2 separate regions of the Mus musculus genome follow, and region 2 is linked to region 1. Evidence: chromatin contacts called from public Hi-C data. All regions are on one chromosome and are shown on one strand. The core of a region is the stretch at or near the end of the contact, and the rest is flanking DNA. Distances in the headings are between cores, read along the strand shown. Region 1 has its middle 19 kb from the start of Gm30871. Region 2 overlaps Pcnx2 (pecanex homolog 2).

Evidence for each region. A called contact is a pair of places that touch in the nucleus more often than the background predicts.
Region 2: a contact with region 1 is called in a Hi-C map of the N1E-115 cell line, with 3 times the contacts expected there. The contact joins two enhancer-like sites. A contact is called at or near these places in 2 of 484 Hi-C or Micro-C datasets (the N1E-115 cell line and uterus), 1 of 115 datasets of contacts at active chromatin or transcription factors (microglia) and 3 of 9 other capture datasets (adipose tissue, liver and pancreatic islet).

The regions. Positions count from the first base shown.
Region 1 is chr8:125,645,073-125,651,206 of GRCm38.p6, forward strand. No RefSeq gene overlaps it. Among named protein-coding and RNA genes, the nearest start is that of Gm30871, 19 kb to the right of the region's middle. Within about 2 kb of position 3,934, at least 41 of the 459 cell types and tissues checked have an H3K27ac peak or open chromatin away from gene starts, as enhancers often do. A contact at or near this core is called in the N1E-115 cell line, where this site is marked.
Region 2 is chr8:125,779,647-125,785,780 of GRCm38.p6, forward strand. Pcnx2 (pecanex homolog 2) reads right to left here. Exons shown (of 34, transcript NM_175561.4): 25 at 5,626-5,841. The region is part of intron 2 of Gm39284 (a long non-coding RNA gene); the gene reads left to right. Among named protein-coding and RNA genes, the nearest start is that of Gm39284, 8.5 kb to the left of the region's middle. Within about 2 kb of position 2,870, at least 13 of the 459 cell types and tissues checked have an H3K27ac peak or open chromatin away from gene starts, as enhancers often do. A contact at or near this core is called in the N1E-115 cell line, where this site is marked.

The sequences.
Region 1 (6,134 bases), core at 2,684-5,183:
CTAGCACTAGCAAAACCTCTGCCTGTCTGGAGAAAAACTTCACCAAGCTGATTGTTTTTCTCTTCAGCCCCAGTTTCCAGGGGGGCAATAATCGGAGGGTGTATTTTTCATGACACACTTTGCCATGTGGTTTCTGATTCCACTGAAAACCAGTGGTGGACAGCTTCAAAGTAACAAAGAATGACATCAGAAGGCATTGGATTCAGAGCAGACAAGCCACTTGATGTGGCCAGAGGAACAGAGAGGGTCAAGTTCACCATTCCCATGCGGAAGGGGAAACAGCGTGCCTGCCATCTGGTGCCAATGCAAGGTCGAATGTCTTAAACACTGTCAATTTAGGAACCAGAGAAATGAATAAACACATCTCTACCCATGTTTATACCAAAGCAGCTGAACTATTGAAGCTTTTCACTTGGAACAGGCAGAACTTAATTAATCACAAAATTTGGTGGTGGGAAGTAATTTACTCCTTGAGGCAGAAATGCAAAGGGGTATAGGCTGTGGCCCCCCTGACATGACAACGGAAGTGAACCATGCTCCACCTCCCAGTCCCTCACGGTGGCAGAGATCCTTAACAATGGAAAGTGGATCTTTTCAAAGACCGAATCCACTGCAGTGTGGGGAGAGTGCGGGTGACATCAAGATGCCCTGAAATGATGGAGCAGATTTAGAAGACAGAAAGCAGATGGGGTTAAGGTGACAGGGATTAAGGGAACATCAGCCCAACATGCGTTCAGAAGATGCCCGGCATGATAAGATCAGCTGCAGAGAAACCGCACAGCCTGCCATTACAGAAGCAGGGGAGGGGCCCTCTGGTGAGTAGGAAGGTAATTAAAGAGCTGCCTACAGAACCACCCAGCCAGTGGCTCCGAGGCCCGCCTCAGCCCAAGACCAAACCCACAGCAGCAGCTTCCCATGTGATACTCATTAATCAGCTCATTCATTCGGAGGTATAATTGGATGTGCAGGATCCCCAGATACTTGGAAGGAAGCCATTTTAAAATCAGCTAGGGAGACGAGTCAGTTGGTAATGTGATGGTGTGGCAAGCATGTGGACCCAAGTTTGATCTCCAGGACCTACCTAAACAGCTGGGCATGACAGCATGGGCTTGTAATCCCAGTGCTGAGGACTCAGGGACAAGAGGACCCTTGGGACTCACTGGTCAACCTGTCTAGGCAAGTCAGTGAACTCAAGGCTCAGTGAGAGGCCCTGTCTCAAAAGTAAGATAGTCGGGGCTGAAAAGATGACTCAGCAGTTAAGAGCACACACTGTTCTTACAGAGGACGGGGGTTTGACTCTCAGCATTCACATGGCCACTCACAACTATCTGTAATTCCGGTTCTAGGGAATCCAATGACTTCTTTCTGGCTTCCTTAGGCACTAGGCACACAAGTAGTACATACATATAGATAACACACACACACATATACATATATGAAAATTAGAGGCTTAGCAGTTATAAATACATACCACTGTTGCAGAGAACCTGGGTTTGGTTCCCATCACCCATATTGGGTGGCTCTCAACCACCTACAACTCCAACTCTAGGAGACCTAATACTCTCTAATAGCCTGCACCTACCCCATCCCAAAACACAACATTAAAGTAAAATCAAATCTTTTGTTTGTTTTATTTTGTTTTCTCTGTGTAGTCTTGGCCGTCCTGGAACTCATTCTTTAGACCAGACTGTCCTTGGAACACACAGCGATACTTGGAACACACAGCGATGCGCCTCACTCCGCCTCCCAAGTGTTGGGATCAAAAGTGTGCACCGTCACTGCCTAGAAAAACAAGTCTTTCTAAAAGTAACAATACCTGCAAATTTTTTAAGGAAAATAAGGTAGAGAAAGATTGAGGAAGACACTTGATGTTGCGCGCACACAGAATGGAGAATGTACAAGCACACGTGCAAACATGAAAGAACATCATTAAGCAGAAAAGACAAAACATTAATCTCAGATTAAATAGACTATGTGTGTTAGAGAGGAACGTCTAAACTTTCCAGCTAATGTTCTCCGGGGGCAAGTGATGCCGTTACACCATCAAATAAGACAAAGCAACTATGAGACAGAAGCAAAAGCCTAGGGCCCTTCGGATGCGGAGGCGAGGCGAGCACAGGCGAGCAGAAGGGGAGAGCAGAAGAGTGGCTGTGCTCTGCCCTTCAACACCATTACCCTCTCAGGGTCTCCTTTCTAGGTTTACCAACTCTTTCTTTCTTCCTTCTTCCTCCTTCCTTCCTTCCTTCCTTCCTTCCTTCCTTCCTTCCTTCCTTTCTGAGTGCAGGTCACCTGGCTTAATATAGTTCCCAGATGTATCCATTCTCCTATGTTTTAGGACTCATTTTTCTTTAGAGCTGAACGATCAACAGATGAACTGACACAGACCCTGCTCCTCCTCAGCCTCTCTTCTACATAAAGATGGGACCCACTGCCCCCTTAGTACCACCTAGAGCTACCAGATGACCTCTGACCCCTAAGTTCCATCTCATGGCACACAGTCACACAGGCCCAGCTCAAGAGCACCATGTGTGAACTAGTTTAGACTGTTACGGTGTAGGCATACACACTCTCACAACAGTGATGACTCAGTATCTTCTCTCTACATTAAGTGTCTTGAGACTCTCACCCCTTCTGGTGAGCCACATGTTGATTCTTGAATCCACCTTTAAGTGGATTTGTCAAAGCCAGTCTCTCTGATTGCCATGTTTGGATGAGGCTCCAAAGCCAGGGGCAGGGCCCAGGCACTTTGCTGGTGATCCACCATAATGAATGTCTGCTCCTGATCATGGGTCAGGAGAAAGGCTAATGAGGACGCTGTATCTTGTATCTTAGTGGTGGCAGAGGTGGACATGTTGCTGAGATACTGCTAGAGTTTCCTCGACAGCCAGAACCCCAGACCTGAACTCACTGCTATAACTAACTGTAAAACAGGATTTCAGAGACATCTGGCATCCCTCCATGCTTTTGAATTGTATCACTATGTTTGTATTGTTCTTTTAATCTTACAACATGAGGCAGAGAAGATTATTTTTGATGTCTCGTTAAATAAGACTTTACAAAACCCTGCCTGCGATGTTCAGTATTTAGAAACAAGAGCAGATTCTCTTGGTGGATTCCATCCCAACTCTTATTCTGTCCTTAATGGAGGAACACCATCTTTTGACTTAGGACTCCAGCTACCTACCAGCCACATAGGTAGACTCACCGAAGCGCCAGTCATCCTTAGGAGCTCTAATAGGAATCCCCAACCTGGGCAATCAGCAAGCAGAGCTCTTCTGGGGCTATGGCATACTGGCCAGCTGTTTTCAGGCACTTCCTGCTTGGCCAATGTTTGTGTCCGTTCTGCAAACTCCATGAAGGGCAGGGAGGGTGAACCGAGCTCTTCCTGCTGTATGGAGGTAGTGAGAGGCATCTGTCAGGACTGTGTGCTTGGAGGATTCCAAGTGTTCATGAAGACATCTTAGTGAGGGCTTGCACTCAGGGTTCTAGACCTTTCTTCAGAGTGATTTCCATGTTTAACTTCTCATTTTTGTTGTTGTTGTTGTTGCTGCTGCTGCTGCTGTTGTTGTTGTTGTTGTTGTTGTTGTTACAGCCAAGAACAGCTATGGCAGGACCACTTGAGAAGTCTCTGCACCTGCTGCAGCCTTTGGGAAAGACGGCTAATGGCTTGTTAGAAATGCCTGTGGTGGTTGCTGGCTCTGGCATGGTGTGGTTCTCCAAAGGCTGCAGTCCAGTGTCCCTGAGGTTCTCATAGTTCAGGAGGTGGGCTCAGCAAGGCAAAGCCATTTGAAATGACAAGCATTAGGTGATAGTGGCGGGGGAAGGGGGTGACAGTGGGGGAGGCTGTCTACAGACCTGACATCAGGGCAGGTATGTACTGCTCAACACAGTGCATCACCACCTCTGTGATCACAGGAAGCATGGGGGCCAGGACCATGCTTGCTCTTACAGAGAGAGAGACCTTGAAAAACAGGCAGTGATAGCGTTGGCTACCATCCCCACCACTGAAACCATGTCCACAGCTCCAGGGTTTCCTGAGCCACCCACCTTCAACTAGCAGTCACCCAGCTTCAAAGGGTTTCTTATTAGCATTCTCCCTGCCCCTGTTACCCTTCACCCCGCTGGGAACAAGATCATAACCTACAGAGAGCAAAGGCTGTCAGAGTAAAGAGCAATAACGGCTGTAGCCACAGTCATTTAGAATACACCCAGAGTGCTGACCACATATACGCAATACCTGTGAAAGGGCATGAAAGGCGTACCTTGCTTAGATGAGGAAACTGGTTCTGGGGATGGACATGTGTGAGGCTCTGAGGAACGGATGCAGGTATGTGAAGTGGTATTTAGCTCCCCCACACACCTCCAGTTGGCAGATTCCAGGAAGGACAGAGAGGAGGCATTCAGGGATTCAGGTGGAACAAACAGAAAACACTACAATGTGACAGCTCTGACAGCATGTCCCAGGGGTAAGCACAAGTCCTGTGAGTATGCACCATGACTCAAACAGTGAAGAGGCTGGGAAGAGGAAGTAGTCAGATGATGGGAACTGGAGCGGATGGCAGGCTGTGCGGATCTGCTCTTTTGTCTTGGGGGATGACAGCAAGAGTGCCTAATCAGATCTGCGGGCAGCCACACTAAGTCAAATGTTGTGGTTTCCCATTCACTGATGCAACAAAGCCAACACAGCTCCATGCATATTGTTGCTATCTTTAACTGAAAAGGTACCAAGGAGTTGGGGATGTTGTTTCGATGAGCTTGCTTGGCATTCTGGAAACCCTGGGCTCCATCCCCACAGCACCACATAAACCAGGTGTGGAGGTGCACACCTGTAACCCCAGTGCTGGGGATGAGGCACAGGAGGATCAAAAGCTCAAGACCACTCTGAGGCTACATGGCAAGGTTAAGGCCAGCATGGGCTAACATAAGACCCTGTCTCAAACATACAAACAAACAATCCAAGACAAAGTAAATACAACAAATAAAGATACCAACGAGCTGGGTGTGGCTCAGTGTTGGAAACCAGGTTACTGTTTGAGATGCCCAACACTATAAAACTGAAAATGAAAAGCAGAGATTCTGCAGGTCTTTCGCTTTGTTATTTTCAGTTTTTATTAGATTTATAGTGTGTATGTGTATCTGTGTAGGTATGTGCAATGTGTGTGCAGGTGCCCAGGGGACCAAAGAAGACACTGGACCTTGGATCTTACAATCAGGCAATGAGTGCTAGGAGTCGAACCCAGATCCTCTGGAAGGGTAATAGTCACTCCTAACTATGAGCTATCTCTTTGGTCCCTATAGTCTCTTCCTCCTCTTCCTCTTCTCCCTTCTCCTCTTCTTCCTCTTCCTCCTTCTCGAAGAGAACTAACTATTGGGTATACTGTTCAGTTTCTTCATTCCCACCTTGGTCATTGAATCTGATTCAGCAAATCCTGTTAGAGCAGACCCATCTTGTTCAACCAAACCACATTTCACAGCATCAGTTGGATCTTGTCTAAATGGAAGAACCCATAGTACGATGAAGTCAGCAAGCTTCTGCACGTGGGACAGAGAGCTGCTGCACACTCAGGACAAATCTTTCTCTATCAGGAGGACTGGCCTACACTCAGAGATGTCCCACTGAATCAGGAAATTGGGACATTCTACACGTTTCTTCATTCTTTTCTTTGAAAGGAAAGCCGGAATTAGTGTGTCAAGGCAATTGTATTTCTGAGATGGAAATTAAATTCTAGGTAATGCACTAGGCTCACATGAAACCTCGACAGATGTGACTCCTACAATAAGCATTTACAAAGTTCTCAAAGCATCAGCATTCTGAGGTGCAAGTTTATGACCCAGCATGATCTAGGAGTGGTCCCTCCTTCACTGCAGTCCCCATGGATTCTAGGAGCAATGTATAGGCACCCATGTCTGCAGATTCATTTGGAACTGGCCCCACCCTGTTAGATAATGGCTGTCCCTGGTTATGTGTCATACTTTGCCTTGTCTGCCTTCCATCTTCTGCTTGGTTCAGTCTGATCTATGTTTGCACCCTCCTGGGTCTCTCTGGCTAGCTGTGTCCTGTCGCGCCCGCTCTCGACCAGCAAGAATGACGCGACCACCAGTCCTTCTAACAGCAGTTTATTCAGTCTTGATTC
Region 2 (6,134 bases), core at 1,620-4,119, 130 kb after region 1:
TTTTATGGATGAAGTCTGGGACCCAGGGAGTTAGAAGACCCCTCAAGCTATCCAGACATAAACCATAAAGCCATGATGAAGGGTCAACTGTTGCCAAGACGAAGAGAATTCTACAGAGTTTTAATATTAGTGGGAGGGCTGTGTGTGGATCTCCAGCTAAGATAAAACTTTGAGTTGGATCAGCTGTGAGTGAGATTAGGCTACAGGGCTAGTTTCACACGTCCCCACGGGCCAGTGATTATGGGGTCAGCCAAACCGTGAGAAGGCTGATAACATCTCCCACAGACAGGAGCGTAAATCTTGCTTTTAGTTGTTTTCTAGCTCCAACGGGAATGGGTCGCTACATCCCTACTGTACCTTCAGTGTCCCTTCTGCAAGGCTCACCAAGATGCTGAGCAGAGAGAACGGCCTGCAGGGTGGGACCACATTAAAATCTGAAGGGAGTCTGAGAAAATGAGATTTAAAATTTTAATAACAAATAGACTTGAAAAATGTTTAGACAATCCTTACCTCAGTCTTTCCTTATTTAACCCCCTCCCTCCCTCCCTCCTCCTTCTCTCCATTCTCCTCCCCTCCCTCCTTTTTCTCTTCTGTCTTCCTTTCCCTCCCTCCTCCTTTCCCCCTCCATTCCCCTCCCTCTTCCTCCTCCCCTCTCTCCTTCTTGTCTTTTGTCCTCCTTCCCCTCCCTCCTCCCCTCCTTCATCTCCCTTCCTCATCTCCCTCCTTCCCTCCGTCCTTCCCTCCCTCCTCCCCTCCTTCCCCCTCCTCCCCTCCTTCATGTCCCTTCCTCCTCTCCCTCCTTCTCTCCCTCTTTTCCCCTCCTTCCCTTCCCTCCTCTCCCTTCTCTTCCTCTCTCCTTCCTTTTTCCTTTCTTCCCTCTCCTCCTCTTCCACCATCCCATCCCCCCCTCACCTCCCTTTTCCATTTCTATTTCCTTCCCTCCCTCGTTTCCTCTCATCTTCTGCTGCCCTCCCCTTTCTATTCACAGTAACAACCCTAAATGTGCTTATCAAAACTTGCCTCCTTCTCAGTAGCAGCCCAGAGCACCCTGTCTCCTCTAGTACATCAACTCCAGTGGTCACCACCCCCTTCAGGGCAAACAGATCCCCAGTGCAGTCCTGGGATCCTGTTTCCTCTTCCCCCATTTGTTTGCTTTGCTCCTTTCTTAGCCTGGCCAAGCACCGTAACCTCTGTAACACCCTTGAACATGTAAGGACTTGGAGCTTCCTGTCCTCGGCTTACTTTTCCTTTGGTTATTCCCATCCTGCCTTCCATGCTCACACTTAGAATGCCAGTGTGGCTTAGGGGAAACCATACTGTAGTCTTCACATGCCCCTTTAAAGTTGTCACCCATAGACTCAGTAAGCTTTCATGCATTCCAACATTTGTACCCGATTCCCCACTCAGCCCATTCATCTGGTGTCAAGTCCCAGGACAGTGGAGGGCTGGTGCCTGCCTGATACCAGTGACAGATTAGTGCCATCCCACACCAACAGTGACAGGCTAGTGCCATCCCACACCAACAGTGACAGGCTAGTGCCATCCCACACCAGCAGTGACAGGCTAGTGTCATCCCACACCAGCAGTGACAGGCTAGTGCCATCCCACACCAGCAGTGACAGGCTAGTGCCATCCCACACCAGCAGTGACAGGCTAGTGCCATCCCACACCAGCAGTGACAGGCTAGTGCCATCCCACACCAGCAGTGACAGGCTAGTGCCATCCCACACCAGCAGTGACAGGCTAGTGCCATCCCACACCAGCAGTGACAGGCTAGTGCCATCCCACACCAACAGTGACAGATTAGTGTCATCCCACACCAACAGTGACAGATTAGTGTCATCCCACACCAACAGTGACAGATTAGTGTCATCCCACACCAGCAGTGACAGGCACCATGACAGGGATTTGACCACTGTTTCCTTGCTCCCTTGAGGCCAACTATATTTCTGAGTCCTGGGTTAGACACAGAGCCACCTGCTTTTCAAGAGAAGTTATGCCAAATGTAGCATAGAAAAGACTCCAGCTCCCTCCCAGGTATACCCTAAGGTGGCGACCATTGTGTCTTTAAGACCGATGGACTGCCAAAGATGCAGAGGAGCTCAGAGTCTCAGTGAGGCTCTGGAAGGGAACCCGAGGCTCTGTAAAGCCGAGTCCCTCGGGAGGTCCACTGAAGAAGCAGATGTGAAAGCAGACTGGTTTTTCCAATTAGGAAAGTGGCATGGAGCTCTCAGAAGGCTGAGTGAGAAACCAGAGGGATAAGACTTCAATAACTAGTTGTCTGTGAACCAAGTCAATGCTGCAGTACAGATTTGAATCAAGTACCCCACAGGCAGTATCCAGACAGGGAGCGACATGGTTGCCCACTGCACCCTGAGCTAGCTGTGAGCTCAGGGTCCTTCTTCATCTTCCTTGGGAGGGAGGAGGATGCCTCTTCTGTGGGGTAGCTGCCACCTTCAAGGTGCTCTGTCCTGAGCCCCAAGTCCTCAGGCATCTTGTAAAAGAGCAATCCGATGTCCTGTTTGCTCCTCCCCCTCGCCTTCAGAACTGTCTGAAGCCTGACTATTGGCTGAGCAATCCGATGCCCTGTCTGTTTGCTCCTCCACCTGGCCTGACTATTGGCTCCTTGGCCTCTGTCCATCCCTCAGGCAGTCAATAGCTTTTCAGGGCCACTGCCCTGTTGGCTCTCTCATGTGCATTGTCTATTTCCTTGGCTTGCTGTTTCAGCTGATATTCACCTGTGAACCCTTGAATAATTAATTAACTTACAGGCTCCTGGAGGGGTGGGCGCCCTTGCAGTCAGAGGCACAGTGACTCATGCTTGCTCACAGAAATGGCTAAGCCATCTGACCTGCCAAGGTCACTTGGCTACCAGAAGGATGGGACAATCTAACAAGAGCTCTGCTTGCTCTCTAGGTACTCAAGTCACTTCTATAGGGACCATAAGACATAGAGGGACATGGCCTGTTCCGTGCTAAGGCCTGGCCTGGAATGACTTCCCCATTCTCCTCCACTTTCTGTTAGGCTCCACACTGACCCTTGAAGGCAGTGCACGAAGACACATCTGCTGTGACGCTCGGTCGTGTTAATTGGAGCTGCTCTGTGTCCTGCCACAGTTACTCTGGTCAACCTCCACGTCTGCAGAGCGAAAGCACATTGTGCCATGGACATAGTACTCAGCCATATTGCTAGAGCAGCTGGCCTTTCTCTAACTGATATACCCACAATGGACATCTCAGGGGTCATCTCTCATGATAAGAAATGAGAAACCAGATACCCTTTGACCCAGATCACTTGTATGTGACCGTGACTTTGGTCAAAGGGTATCTGGTGCACTTGACCCAGACTCTGACTAAGTTGACAGCACAGCAAGACAGAAAGGCAAGGTGACCAACAGGGGAGCACTCAGGAGGAGAAGTGGTGGTAGAGGCTATTTATCTACTCTCTGGGGACAGCAGCATCCAGTGTTTCAGTAACGGGGGGGGGGGGGCAGTCCTGGGTCCTTGCAGCTGCCTTGTGACTTTAAAAGTTATATGTGTGCACATGTGTAAGTGTATGTATATGTGAGTTTGTATGTGTGTGTGTGCTGTGTGTGCATGCGTCCTGTGTATGCAAGTGCTCACGGAAGACAGCAAAGGGCAGCAGACCCCTGGAGCTGGTGCTGAGAACTGAACTCAAGTTTTTTGGTAACAGTACCAAGTGCTCTAACCCCTGAGCATTTCTCCAGTTCCTGCTGTGTGACTTCAGATGTTGGACTCTCTCAAAACCACAAGACACCTGCCCCATGCTGCTCAGGATAATCTTCATTCCTGGATGCATTTTCCCATAAAGCCTTCTTCTCTTGTGTTAACCTGGGTTGATTTCTGTAGCTTGACACTAGGACCTCCTGTTAACATGATGCAACTCTTCACCAGCTAGGGTTTGGGAGGGGGAAGACAGAGACTCTCTTCCCCATGACCCCAGGTTTCTGGCTTCCTTCTCTGGTAGATTTCCTTCTTCCTAAAAAACTATAGCCCAGTGGCATGCATGTAATTCTGTGTTTGATCCCTGATATGAGAGAGGGAGGGAGGGAGAGAAAGAGGGAGTTGGAGGAAGAAGAATCAGCTGTGAAGCTGCGAGTGTGCACATAGGTCCCATTCCTTCTACTGGCTTCCTCAGTAGCTTACCAGAAGGGGGGGGGGGAGAGGGGGAGGGGGAGAGGGATGAAGGGAGGGGGAGTGGGAGGGGGAGAGGGAGGGGGAGAGGGAGAGGGAGAGAGGGGGAGAGAACTCTATCTCTGTGGGTGCTCTCTTTGACTGTCCCCAGGCAGTGCCAAAGAAGTTTAAATTTGACCAAAATAAAACCCGATCTTTCAGAAGACCAGGAATTCGCAAGCAAACTAGAATGAGGGAGAAGAGGTCCAGAACACTCCCAAGGAGGAAGCTGGCCTCCGTGGGGGATACTGGAATACGCGGCAAAGAGAAACAAATCCAATAACAGTCCTTTGGGGTCAACTGCGTTCTTCCCCAGAACTTCAATTTTGTTCAGCTATGGTGTTTTGAAGTCTCTGTGTTTAAAACTATGATCTTACTAGGTCAAAGAAAATCTACTGTAGAGGAAGGTATGGGATCCAGGTAAATCAGCCGCCATTTGTCCCTCAAGACATTGTGACTGTCCCAATCTTACAGGCAAGTGGCGTTCCCACTGTGGTTGATGGAAAAAGAGAAAGCAACGAACACAGGAAACTCCTAGGAGCTCCTCATTTTTCTGACAGAGTTTCTCTGTGTAGCCCCGTCTCAGAACTCACTCTGTAGACCAGGTAGACCTCGAAACTAGAGATCTGTCTGCCTCTGCTTCTTGAGTACTGGGATTAAAGGCATGTGCCATCACTGCCCAGCAGGAACCTCTTTTAAAATTTAATCCAATATGTTGTGGTGACATTGGTTCCCAGCAAACCATGTCTCTCTGTCACCATAACACAGGGAAACATGGCCTGGTTATTTTTGTCTACCACTTCACTCTGAGCTGTTATTGCATTAATTACTTTGCTCACTGCTATGGTAAAATAATTTGGCTAACTCAACTTAAGAGAGGAGGGGCTTACTGGGGCTCTGGGTTTGAGAGGACACAGTCCACCGGGGTGGAGAAGGCACATCAGCAGGGATGGCTTTTGCCCACAGTGGTGAGGACGCTCCCTCTGGGTGGATCAGAGAGCAGGGGGTAGATCAGAAGGTGTCATTGCTTCTCTAGCTGACTGGGGTGGGCTTCTGTCAGAACGCCTGGTCGAGAGTAGAGAATGCCTGGATTCCCACGCAGCAGAACAGTCCCCGAGTCTTTTGCTCATGGTGGGTTTTTTTTTTCTTAAAATATTTACTTTGTTTTTATTTGTGAGTATGTGTGTGAGTGTGCACATGAGAGTTCAGGGACCCACAAAGGCCAAGAAGCATCAGACCTTCTGGAACTCAATTGGTTGTGAGCCCCACAATCTGGGTCCTCTGCAAGAGTAGTACATGCTTCTAGTGACTGAGCCATCTCCCCACCCCTGAAGGAGGTTTCTAAGCAGTGCTCTCTGCCTGATGACACTTAGCCCAATCCACTGGGCTGATGCTTAACCCTACACACTGAGTCAAAGAAAGAAACTCCTACCTCGGAACTCCAGTCCCCGAAGCTGAAAGGTGACGAGACCGTTTCCGATTTCAATCAGGTGGACGAAGGCGTTGAGGTCATCCGAGGCCAAAATGAAGCAGTCACCAGAACTGTAGTTGCCCCAGCGGCCAAGCACCAGGTCTCCACAGAGCGACTCCTGCAGGGTCCGAGTCAGGTGCTCGTAGAAGATGGAGTTGAGGTTGTTGTCATCACTCCCTGAGGACGGGCGGGATGAGAAGTACACCATCGTATGCTCAGCTCATGCTCAGACCCTGAAACGGTGTGCTGCCCTCTGAGTGAGGCTGGTCTTTATGTACACAGCAGCACCAGTTTCCACCTGCTTTGGTGGATTATACTGAGACCTCCTATGCCTTCCCTCTAGACCCTGATGTAACCTTTAGACAGATACATTGTTGCCTAAATGCAGATGATTTACATAATCCTGTGTTGGGCTCGACACTCTGGCCTTGGGGGCTGGCAGTGCCTGCAGTGCAAGACTGAGGACCCAA